Regions from separate parts of the Danio rerio genome. Here region 1 is linked to region 2. The links are chromatin contacts, called in public Hi-C maps. All regions are on one chromosome and are shown on one strand. The core of a region is the stretch at or near the end of the contact, and the rest is flanking DNA. Distances in the headings are between cores, read along the strand shown. Region 1 overlaps ankrd28b (ankyrin repeat domain 28b). Region 2 overlaps LOC141378092 (a long non-coding RNA gene).

Region 1 (5,108 bases), core at 1,009-3,508, 120 kb after region 2:
GGCAAGGTTGGATGTTTCAGCAGGACAATGACCCAAAGCACAGTTCCAGATCTACCAAGGAATTCATGCTCAGACATGTTCTTGAACGGCCATGCCATTCTTCAGACTTGAACATCATTGAAAATTTATGGATTGATGTTAAAAAGGGCTGTTCATGCTCTGCACCCATTAAACCTGATTGAACTGGAGAATATTTGCAAGAAAGAATGGTCCAAAATGCCTTCAGCAAGAATACAGGGACTTATCCTTGTCTGTAAAAAGCGTCTACATGCTGTTATTTTAGCAAAAGGTGGCTGTACAAAATATTGATGTCATTATTCTGTTAGGGTGCCCAAATTTTTGCATCGGTCTGTTTTTTAAGACTTAAATTGCAATGCATCTGTTGATTTAAATAAATGTTATGTCAGAAATGAAATGTAGCTTTTTCTTTAGGATATATTGCTAATTTGAATGAAAATTATCAGGGGTGGCCAAACTTTTGCATAAGACTGTATACACACACTTAATAAAGGAGATCATCGTCATCATCAAACCAGACAACCTGATCTTTAGCGCCTTCAGTTTTCATTGCGCATAAAAACAAGCATGAAATTATGTCTTTACAAACAATACTCAAATTATTGCTAAAAGGGAATCTACTCTTTATTGCAATTAAGTAATGGATTAATGGAGGCGTGTATGAGCTCCAAAATGTCATATTACACCTCATGTTATAATAAATGGTGTACTAAAAATCTGCACAATCCTGCCCGGGTGAGCTTATCTTCCTTCTTTTTTCATCCTTGATTGATTGCTGCATGATTTAGTCCTGATTAGGGTTGTAACAATATACCGGTATGACGGTCTACCACGATTTGAACGTGCACGATTATCATACCATGAACAATTGCATATCAACGGTTTTAACCCTTAAAGACCGAGACAGCCGCCCGCGGCTAAAAATAAGTATTGCTCTTAAATGTTTAATAACTTTTGATCCGCTGATCCGATTCATACAATTCAAAGATTGGCATAAAGAAGAGAATCTCAGCTTTCCAGTGCTGTATCACATAACATTCGCGGCTCCGGAGGCTCCGGAATCAGTGCGGTTACGTCATCAAAATTTGACAACGCTGATTTGACAAAGAAACGCTCGTCACTGTGTCTCCGGACAAACCAGACATGATACATTGATGCATTGTCCCTCCTCCATGCCCAGATTGGTTCAAACTCGCTATATCACAACCAATAAGCATAGGTTTCGCTTTTGTTTGTGGACCAAAAACGAGCTTTTTGAACAACACGGAATGAGAGATAGGCATACATTTATGCGCGGCTAAATAAAACGCAAAAAAAAAAAGTTTTGCATGAAATAATTCTCATACTAAGTACTTTTGCATGCACAGCAGCACAGAAACATGACAAAACAGTGACACAGCAAAGACGAACTGCTGCTCTTGCTGTTTTCAAAAGACACAAATGAAGGTGCAGCTGTTTGTTTACATTGCAGACAACCATATCCTAATCCATATCCACAGACAACCATATCCATGCTGGCACATAAAACCTAAGGATGTTCCATATTGAATCTAGTTTCGTTATGTAACTATTTATAGTATAGTAAATATTTATATCTATTTTTTTACTGAGGATTTGCACCATGTTTATTTGGACTTTATTTGGACTTTGACACATTATTTATTATTTTCTTATTTTTTATTTGTTCATTGTAAGTGGTGTTGTTTATAGTAACTGAAAATATATTATTTGGAAAAAGTCAAATTTGCTTCACTGTTCTATTATTTTGTAACATTTGTAACATACCGTATACCGCGAAACCGTCAAACCGTGGTACTGTTTTAAACGATTATCATACCGTAAAAAAATTCATACCGTTACAACCCTAGTCCTGATACATCGCGGTGCACAGTGAAACTCCTTTGAACTCACGCAGATCATATTAACAAACAGTCGATTAGACCTATGTTGACTGTATAGCCCTACCATGATGTTACCCAATGTTTAATAAATTCCATTTTTTTTATTGCATTCTATCTTTCTTATCATGGAAATCATAGTGCACTTTTTTATTACTTATGACGAAGTATGACAAAGTGTGACTAACAGAGGACAAAGTGAAAGCAGAGCTTGAGATTCTTGATGTTGTGTTTTGCAGGAGGCGGTGCAGGTTTTGTTGAAGCACTCTGCTGATGTGAATGCTCGAGATAAGAACTGGCAGACTCCTCTACATGTGGCGGCTGCTAACAAGGCGGTTCGCTGTGCTGAGGCGCTGGTGCCACTGCTCAGCAATGTTAATGTATCAGATCGTGCTGGACGCACAGCTCTGCACCACGCTGCCTTTAGCGGCCACCTGGAGGTCAGTCAACTGCATTTGCATATGTGGAGGTGTTGTAGAAAGAATGCTTTGAAATAGGGCTGGACAATATTGAAAAAAAGAAAATGCAAATTTGCAGTATTTTGTTTTTCAGCAGTTTATATTGCGGCAAGCGATTTCACGGTACAAGTGTCTTAAATTTACTGAAATATTGTGTTGTAGGTCTTGATTTTATTTTTTTTTTTAAACAGGTCTTAATTTTCCTTTGTTCGTGTATTGCTACCCAATCTGGCGAAAACTCATACAATCACCAACAATACACCTCACAATCCATTTTCCTTACAATAACATTTGTAAGGAAATTTGACACTGACCTGGACAGATTGTTGTGCATAGAATTAGTTTATAATAGTTTTTAGATTTTAAAACTTTTAAAACATTTGTTCATTTTTTTTTTATTATTTTAAAGAAAGTTTGTTGAAAAAAGTGTATAGATACAAGTAGAGCTTGATTGTTTTTACACAATAAGTTAAAATATTTTGCTAAGAAATAAAGACTAAAGTTTTATATATATATATATATATATATATATATATATATATATATATATATATATATATATATATATATATATATATATATATATTATTATTATTATTATTATTATTATTATTATTATTATTATTAATAGTGTATTGTTGTATTTATTAAATGTATTAACTTAGATTTTTTTTTTTTGCCCTATCCAAAAATATAACTTTTCATCTGGGCTATTTGAAAAATGAAACGAAAAAGAAGAAACTGTAAGCATCTGTTTCTTTTTTGTAGTTTAATAATATTTTGATTGAACCACTGAAAAGAAAATGGTCTGTTTTGAGGATGTTTTTTGATACTTTTCTGGACTTTAGAGTCTGGACCCTTGCTGTCTATGGACAATAAAGGAGCTCTTGGTTTTAACTAAAGTATCTTAATTTGTGTTCTGAAGATGAACAAAGCTCTCAGAGGTCTGGAATCACATTAGGGTTACTAATTGATAAAAAGTTTCATTTTTAGGTGAACTAAACCTTTCAAAAAGTGTAGAAATGCTCAACTTTCTCTATTATAGTAACTTTGCAATTACTCCCCAAATCTGGAAATCGTTACCTGTTATTCCGAGTTCAGACTGCATGATTTTAGCCACAATAACTTTGCAATTACTTCCCAAATCTGGAAATCGTTACCTGTTATTCCGAGTTCAGACTGCATGATTTTAGCCACAATAACTTTGCAATTACTCCCCAAATCTGGAAATCGTTACCTGTTATTCCAAGATCAGAATGCATGATTTTAGCCACAATAACTTTGCAATAACTCCCCAAATCTGGAAATCGTTACCTGTTATTCCAAGTTTAGAATGCATGATTTTAGCCACAATAACTTTGCAATTACTTCCCAAATCTGGACATCGATACCTGTTATTCCAAGTTCAGACTGCAGGATTTTAGCCCCGATTTTGACTCGCTTACAGGTCTTGAGAAATCGCTGACAAATGCCTGAAATCAAAGGCAAATCGGTGCTTGTACAAGTAACAATCACACAGTGTGAACTATCAAAGACGTGAGATATTTGGCATACTAATTATATGGACTAGGGATGCTCAAAATAACCGATTAACCGTTAACGAAAGGGTGTTTTTTTAACAGATTAATGATATTAGTTAAACGATTAATGTTATTTTATATTTTTTTTCAAAGTTTGGCAGCATAAGAGGGCGATTACACCGAACACACTTTTTGTGATGAAAGGCGCATCTTTTGAATAGTTTACTTAAGGCTGTGAGTGTTTTGTACGCTGCTTATGCGTCTTCCGCTTATGTTTTTGCCATTGCAAGCTGTGTGCTCGCAGTTGAAATAAGCTAACCCCAAGCAGAAAAGCATGTTACATCAGTCGCATCTTTTTCATTCTTCAATCAAATATAAGCAGAGGCGAGGTTTCTGTTAATGCTGATTAGGGGTGTCAAAATTAATTGTTTCTTCGGTGCACCGCCATGTGGACAATTCGGTAAAACAAGTGGAAATTTTATAGGAGCCCCAGTGTCTGAGCAATACCACGAGAGAAATTGCTAAGTCCCTTCGAAACCCTGCTGAGCAAAATAAGTACATTTTCCACCCCACTAAAGGCTTTTTTCTTATGTAGTTTATAACAAAAGATACTATGTGACCTCATGTTGTTTCCATGTCACTTCTTGTGTGTTTTTCATCTTGATTCATCTTGCAGTGTAAACACAGCAGCAACAGAATGCTACCCCAGATAGTAATGCGGTGTGAAAACATCTGTGATACGACTACTTTAAAAAGCATTAAACTATGATCTTGATTTTGACATTTTACATTCTGTGATATAACTATTACACATGCTAAAACAATAATATTTACAGCCCTAATTCAAATTTCTTTTAGTCATTTATTTATTTCACACTCAATAAATGCATTGTTTTAAGTTCTACACATGTAAAGTATGCATACTTTTTGTTTGTTTTGTTGGAAGATGGTGAGGTTACTGCTATCCAGGGGAGCAAACATTAATGCGTTTGATAAGAAGGACCGAAGGGCGATCCATTGGGCGGCATACATGGGTGAGACAGAGAAATTATTGTTTGTTTGTTTTCCAGCCTCTTACGCAACCATATGTGGGATCTACAAATACAAAACCCTTTTAAATCTTGAACCTTTCAGGTCACATGGAGGTGGTGAAACTGCTGGTGTCTCATGGTGCTGAAGTGCCGTGCAAGGATAAGAAAGCTTACACACCTCTC
Region 2 (5,018 bases), core at 1,339-3,838:
GTGTAGCAAGCAAACAATACAAGCAAAGAAGGAACACAAAGAGAACTGCCATAATTTCACTACATTTCTCAAATATTTGCAAACAATATGGATTATTACATTACCAGACATATTTGCAGGAGCTGATATTAACTTATAACTTAAAAAGAAGATTCAACATGACCTTATTATACATCCTAAAACCAAACTTAATAACTATAACCTTACTTTCCTCAACCTTAACTTTTATTTTATTTATTTCAAATAAAACATGTAGTCCAATTCCAGTTTTTGCTACACATGTCAAGAAGTTGGAACGGTAAAGAATTCACCTCTTTGTAATGTTTCCATTCCTTTTCACAACACTTAAACTGTTTAGTGACTGAAGATATCAATTGATGAAGTGTTCCAGGTGTAATTTTGGTCCATTCTTCGTGCAAACAAGTCCTAAGGTGGGCAACAACAAGGGCTGTTTTTTGTTGTCGCATTTTGCACTTCGAATTTTGCCACACATTCTCTCTTTGAGACAGGTCAGAACTGCAGGCAGGCCAGCCAAGTACCTGTATCCTCTTCCTCAGCAGCCAGGACTTTGTAATATGTGCAGAATGTGGTTTTGCATTGACTTGTTGAAATATGCAAGTGTGTCCATAGAAAAGAAGGCAGCATAATGTGCTCCAAAATCTCTATGTACTTTTCAGCATTAATGGTGCCATCACAGAAGTGCAAGTTAGATTTTCCTGGCGCACTTGACAATTACAGACCCTGGCTTTTGGACTTGTTGCTGGTAGTACCTGAAATACTGATTCATCTGACCACAGTACAAATTTCCACTGTGTGCCAGTGCATCCCATATGCGTCTGAGCCCAGAGCAGTTGATGACACTTGTGGACTCTGTTAACATATGGCATACTTTTGGCACAGTACAGTTTTAGGCATTTGTCAGTTTCTGGCATTTGTGGATGTAAATAAATATTGTGGTACTTAATAAAGGTTTGCCAAAGTAGTCCTGAGCCCATGTGGTGATATCCCTTATAGATGAATGGTGATGACGGATAGATCAGAGATCACAGTTGTTCAACTTAGACTTATGCACATGTCCTTTTTACACTGAAAATCCTCCAGATTCCTTGAATCTTTTAATGATGTTATGCACTATTGAAGGTGAAATATCTAAATGTCTTCCTATCTTTCTTTAAGGAACATTGTTTTAATTTTATTTTTTTTTTATTTTCTCACGTATTTGTTGGCAAAGTGGTGATCCTCTGCCCATTTTTGCTCCTAAAGAACTAGACCTTTCTTGGATGCTGCTTTTGTACCAAATCATGATTACAATCACCTGTTGACATCACCTGTTTCAAATCACATCATTATTTAACCAATTTATCTGATTACTAGCCCTAAATTGTTTCTGTCCCAACTTTTTCTGTAATGTGTTGCATGTCTAAATGACAGAAAAAGGATGTATATTTACAAATGAAATGAATTTGACCAAACAAAACATGAAATGTTTTGTGTTCATATTGCATATTGTCTGCAATGAAATACAAGTCAAAGTAAATTTAGAAATCACTATGTTTCCATACTGTACCATACTGTAACATTTTCTGATTTTGGGTTGTATTAATAAGCAGCAAACTCATTTCTAATAACTGATTTATTTTAACTTTGTTATGATGACAGTAATTAATATTAATTAGGTTAATTAGGTTAACTAGGCAGGTTAGGGTAATTAGGCAAGTTATTGTTTGTTATGTAGATTATTGAGCAAAAAATATAGCTTAAAGGGACTAATAATTTTGTCCCTAAAATGGTGTTAAAATGTTTTTAAACTGCTTTTATTCTAGCCGAAATAAAACAAATAAGATTGCTTCTAGAAGAAAAAAACATTATCAGACATACTATGAAAATGTCCTTGCTCTGTTAAACATCATTTGGGAAATATTTAAAAAAGAAGAAAAAAATTCAAAGGGGGCTAATAATTCTGACTTCAACTGTATATGTAATAACTACTTAATGGTTTGTAATTTGCAGGTCCTCTATAATAAGTGAGGTAAGATAAAATGTTTAGAAGCATTTCGACTCAAAAAAATAAAGTGGGCATAAATGGAACCATAACAAAAACAGAAACACACAAGCATCCTTAAAATGGTACCAGAGTGAATAATGGTGGTTAAAAGGCAATGTTTTCCTTTTAAAATGTAAGATATAGTTTAAAAACATGAGTTTTACTTAAATACTTTTCATCACAGTCATTTTCATTGTGTCCTAGTTAAGAAATGTAAAGTTTTTTTTTTTTTCATTCAAGTTTAGCTTGAGTTTTGTGTATATTTGTATGCGTTTTGTGACAATTTAGCATTTAAGTCAATTTTTTAATTTAAAAAATGCTAATTTATTATAAGAATATGGTCCACACAAAAATGTATGATGCATTTAATTCTTTATTTATTTATTATAGTACTGAACATGTCTCAATATGTTCATTACATAGTGGGCGTTTTTTGTTCATAGTCCTTTTGCTTTAGCCAGAGAATGACACTAATGATGATCACACATGTTCATCACCACAATGGACCGTAAAGCCCACCGGATGTGTAGAGTTCAGAGGTCAGCAGATCTCAGACAGGACTGCAATACAGAGGCAGTTTTTGACCCACTGGTCTCCTATACCCTTCCTCTGCTGACTGACTAATTCAATTTGTGGGAACCTTCAGCCATGGTGAAGGCAAATTCCATCTGGTCTTAGTGGGTCTTACGGGGCTTATGGAGCCCAATCCACAGGGATTATCCTGCTCAAAGTGGGGCAGTGCCCAAAGCTGTGACACTCTTAGTTAAAAAAAAATATTAATAATAGCAAAACCCTGTCTGAATAACACTGTGGATTTAGAAATGTGTATGATTTTATAACAAAAGTTTATTCATTTTACTTCAATTTAGTCTCTTATTTATCAGGGGTCGCCACAGTGTAATGAACCGCCAACTACTCCAGCATATGTTTTACGCAGTAGATGCCCTTCCAGCCACAACCAATAACTGGAAAACACCCATACCATCTCGTATTTACACGCACATACATACACTGCAGCCAATTTTGTTTGCCCAATTCACCTAGAGCATGTCTTTGAACTGTGGGGGAAAGAGGAGCACCCGGAAGAAACCCATGTGATCATGGGTAGAACAATACAAACTCCACACAGAAATACCAACTGGCAAGCCGGGACTTGAACCAGCAGCCTTCTTGCTGTGCAAAACTATGCTGGATACTGGCCCTCCAGGACCAAACCCCTGCTCTAAGGGCAGAGAATGGCCAGGCTGGTATTAACTGACAGAATGAAAACAGTTACTCTCTCTTACTCATTCACTATCCTTCAGCTTATTCCCTGGTTTATCAGGAGTCACGACAGCAGAATGAACCTCCAATTAGTTGGCCATATGTTTCACACAGCGGATTGCCTTCCAGCCACAACCCAGTACTAAAAGTACTACAATCAGTGCTGGGAAAACCCCACACACTCTCCCATTCACAAACTATGGCCAATTTAGTTTTCAATTTAGTTATCTTATTCACTTATAGTATACCGCTTCTCTGTGAGGGAGACTAGAGCTCTCGCAGAAAACCCACATTGACACAGAGAGAACCTGCAAACTCCACACAGAAGCCCTCCTGATCTAGCTTGGGCTTGAATCAGCAACCTTCTTGCTTAGAAGTAAATGTGCTGATCACTTATTCACCGTGCCACCCAGGACTTAATAAAAACAATATTCATTCATTTTTTTTTCTTTTCGGCTTAGTCCCTTTATTATTCTGGGTTCGCAACAGAGGAATGAACCGCCAACTTATTCAGCATATGTATTACGCAGCGGATGCCCTTCTAGCTGCATCCCATCACTGGGAAACATTTATACACACCCATTCACACACACACACACTCATACACTATGGACAATTTAAGCTTACCCTGTTCACCTGTACCACATGTCTTTGGACTTGTGGGGGAAACCGGAGCACCCGGAGGAAACCCATGCAATCACGGGAAGAACATGCAAACTCCACACAGAAACGGCAACTGATCCAGCCAAGCCTCGAACCAGTGACATTCTTGCTGTGATGCTACCCACTGCGCCAATGTGTCACCATAAAAACAATAATAAATAAATAAATAAATAAATAAATAAATAACAATGTTTAAATTACTAGGTCTGCAGAAAAAAAACACAATACAAGGTAAATTGGAAGCAGATGAGCTACAGCAGCAGAAGACCACTCTGAACCTGTAAACAGGAGACTGACCCAGCAAACATGCTTCTGCAGGGTCCGTGCTGGCTATTTGTGGGCACTGTGGGCTACAGCCAGCCCACACCAAATCTAACAGGCCCAGTGTAGGCTAATCCAGGTATGGCCTATAGATGCAGACTCACTATGGTCACTCTGTGTCATTTCACATACCTTGAATTCTGCTACACTCAAGATTTACAATTGAAAAGATTCCATCATTACTTGTTTATAGATGTTTCTCAAATATTTACATTTATATATCAAATGTATGGCTGCAGAAAGGAACTAACATTGTGAAATGAGACTTTTAACAAACCTGATTAAAGGTGCAGTATGTAAGTTTGACACCCAGTGGTTGAACTAGGTATTGCACTCCAGGATCAAAACAAATGCAAGTGCAGGTTGCCAGACTGAGGACAGGAGAGATTGATTTTAAACCGTGTTCTAAATAAAAGCAACAGCATGTGATAGATGGAATATTTTCCATATTAAAAGAAGTTTTTGTCGTAACCAACACCTCGAATTCATATATTAGAAACGGCTTCTATTTCACACAGGTGACCAACAGAAAATTATGACAATGATCACCTCAGGTAGCCTAAACCTTATGTGCTTTATTCAGTGTTAAATGCTAACAATGTGAGTTTGAATGACATTTTACTTGACATTTAATCATGTTAAAGGTTAAAATTTATTAAATATATTATAAACCTTACCATTCCATGAGTGTGTGCATTTTCTGTGCTTCTGAATGGCTTTATTTAAA

Evidence for each region. A called contact is a pair of places that touch in the nucleus more often than the background predicts.
Region 1: a Hi-C map of an unstated tissue shows a contact between it and region 2, with 2.6 times the contacts expected there. The contact joins two enhancer-like sites. A contact is called at or near these places in 2 of 18 Hi-C or Micro-C datasets (caudal fin and an unstated tissue).

The regions. Positions count from the first base shown.
Region 1 is chr16:21,466,988-21,472,095 of GRCz12tu, forward strand. It overlaps ankrd28b (ankyrin repeat domain 28b), which reads left to right. Exons shown (of 29, transcript XM_009292265.4): 5 at 2,156-2,356; 6 at 4,841-4,928; 7 at 5,029-5,108. Among named protein-coding and RNA genes, the nearest start is that of c16h2orf66, 41 kb to the right of the region's middle. Within about 2 kb of position 2,259, at least 6 of the 62 cell types and tissues checked have an H3K27ac peak or open chromatin away from gene starts, as enhancers often do.
Region 2 is chr16:21,347,308-21,352,325 of GRCz12tu, forward strand. The region is part of intron 3 of LOC141378092 (a long non-coding RNA gene); the gene reads left to right. It also overlaps a transcript of hdac9b not described here. Among named protein-coding and RNA genes, the nearest start is that of ahr1a, 37 kb to the right of the region's middle. Within about 2 kb of position 2,589, at least 10 of the 62 cell types and tissues checked have an H3K27ac peak or open chromatin away from gene starts, as enhancers often do.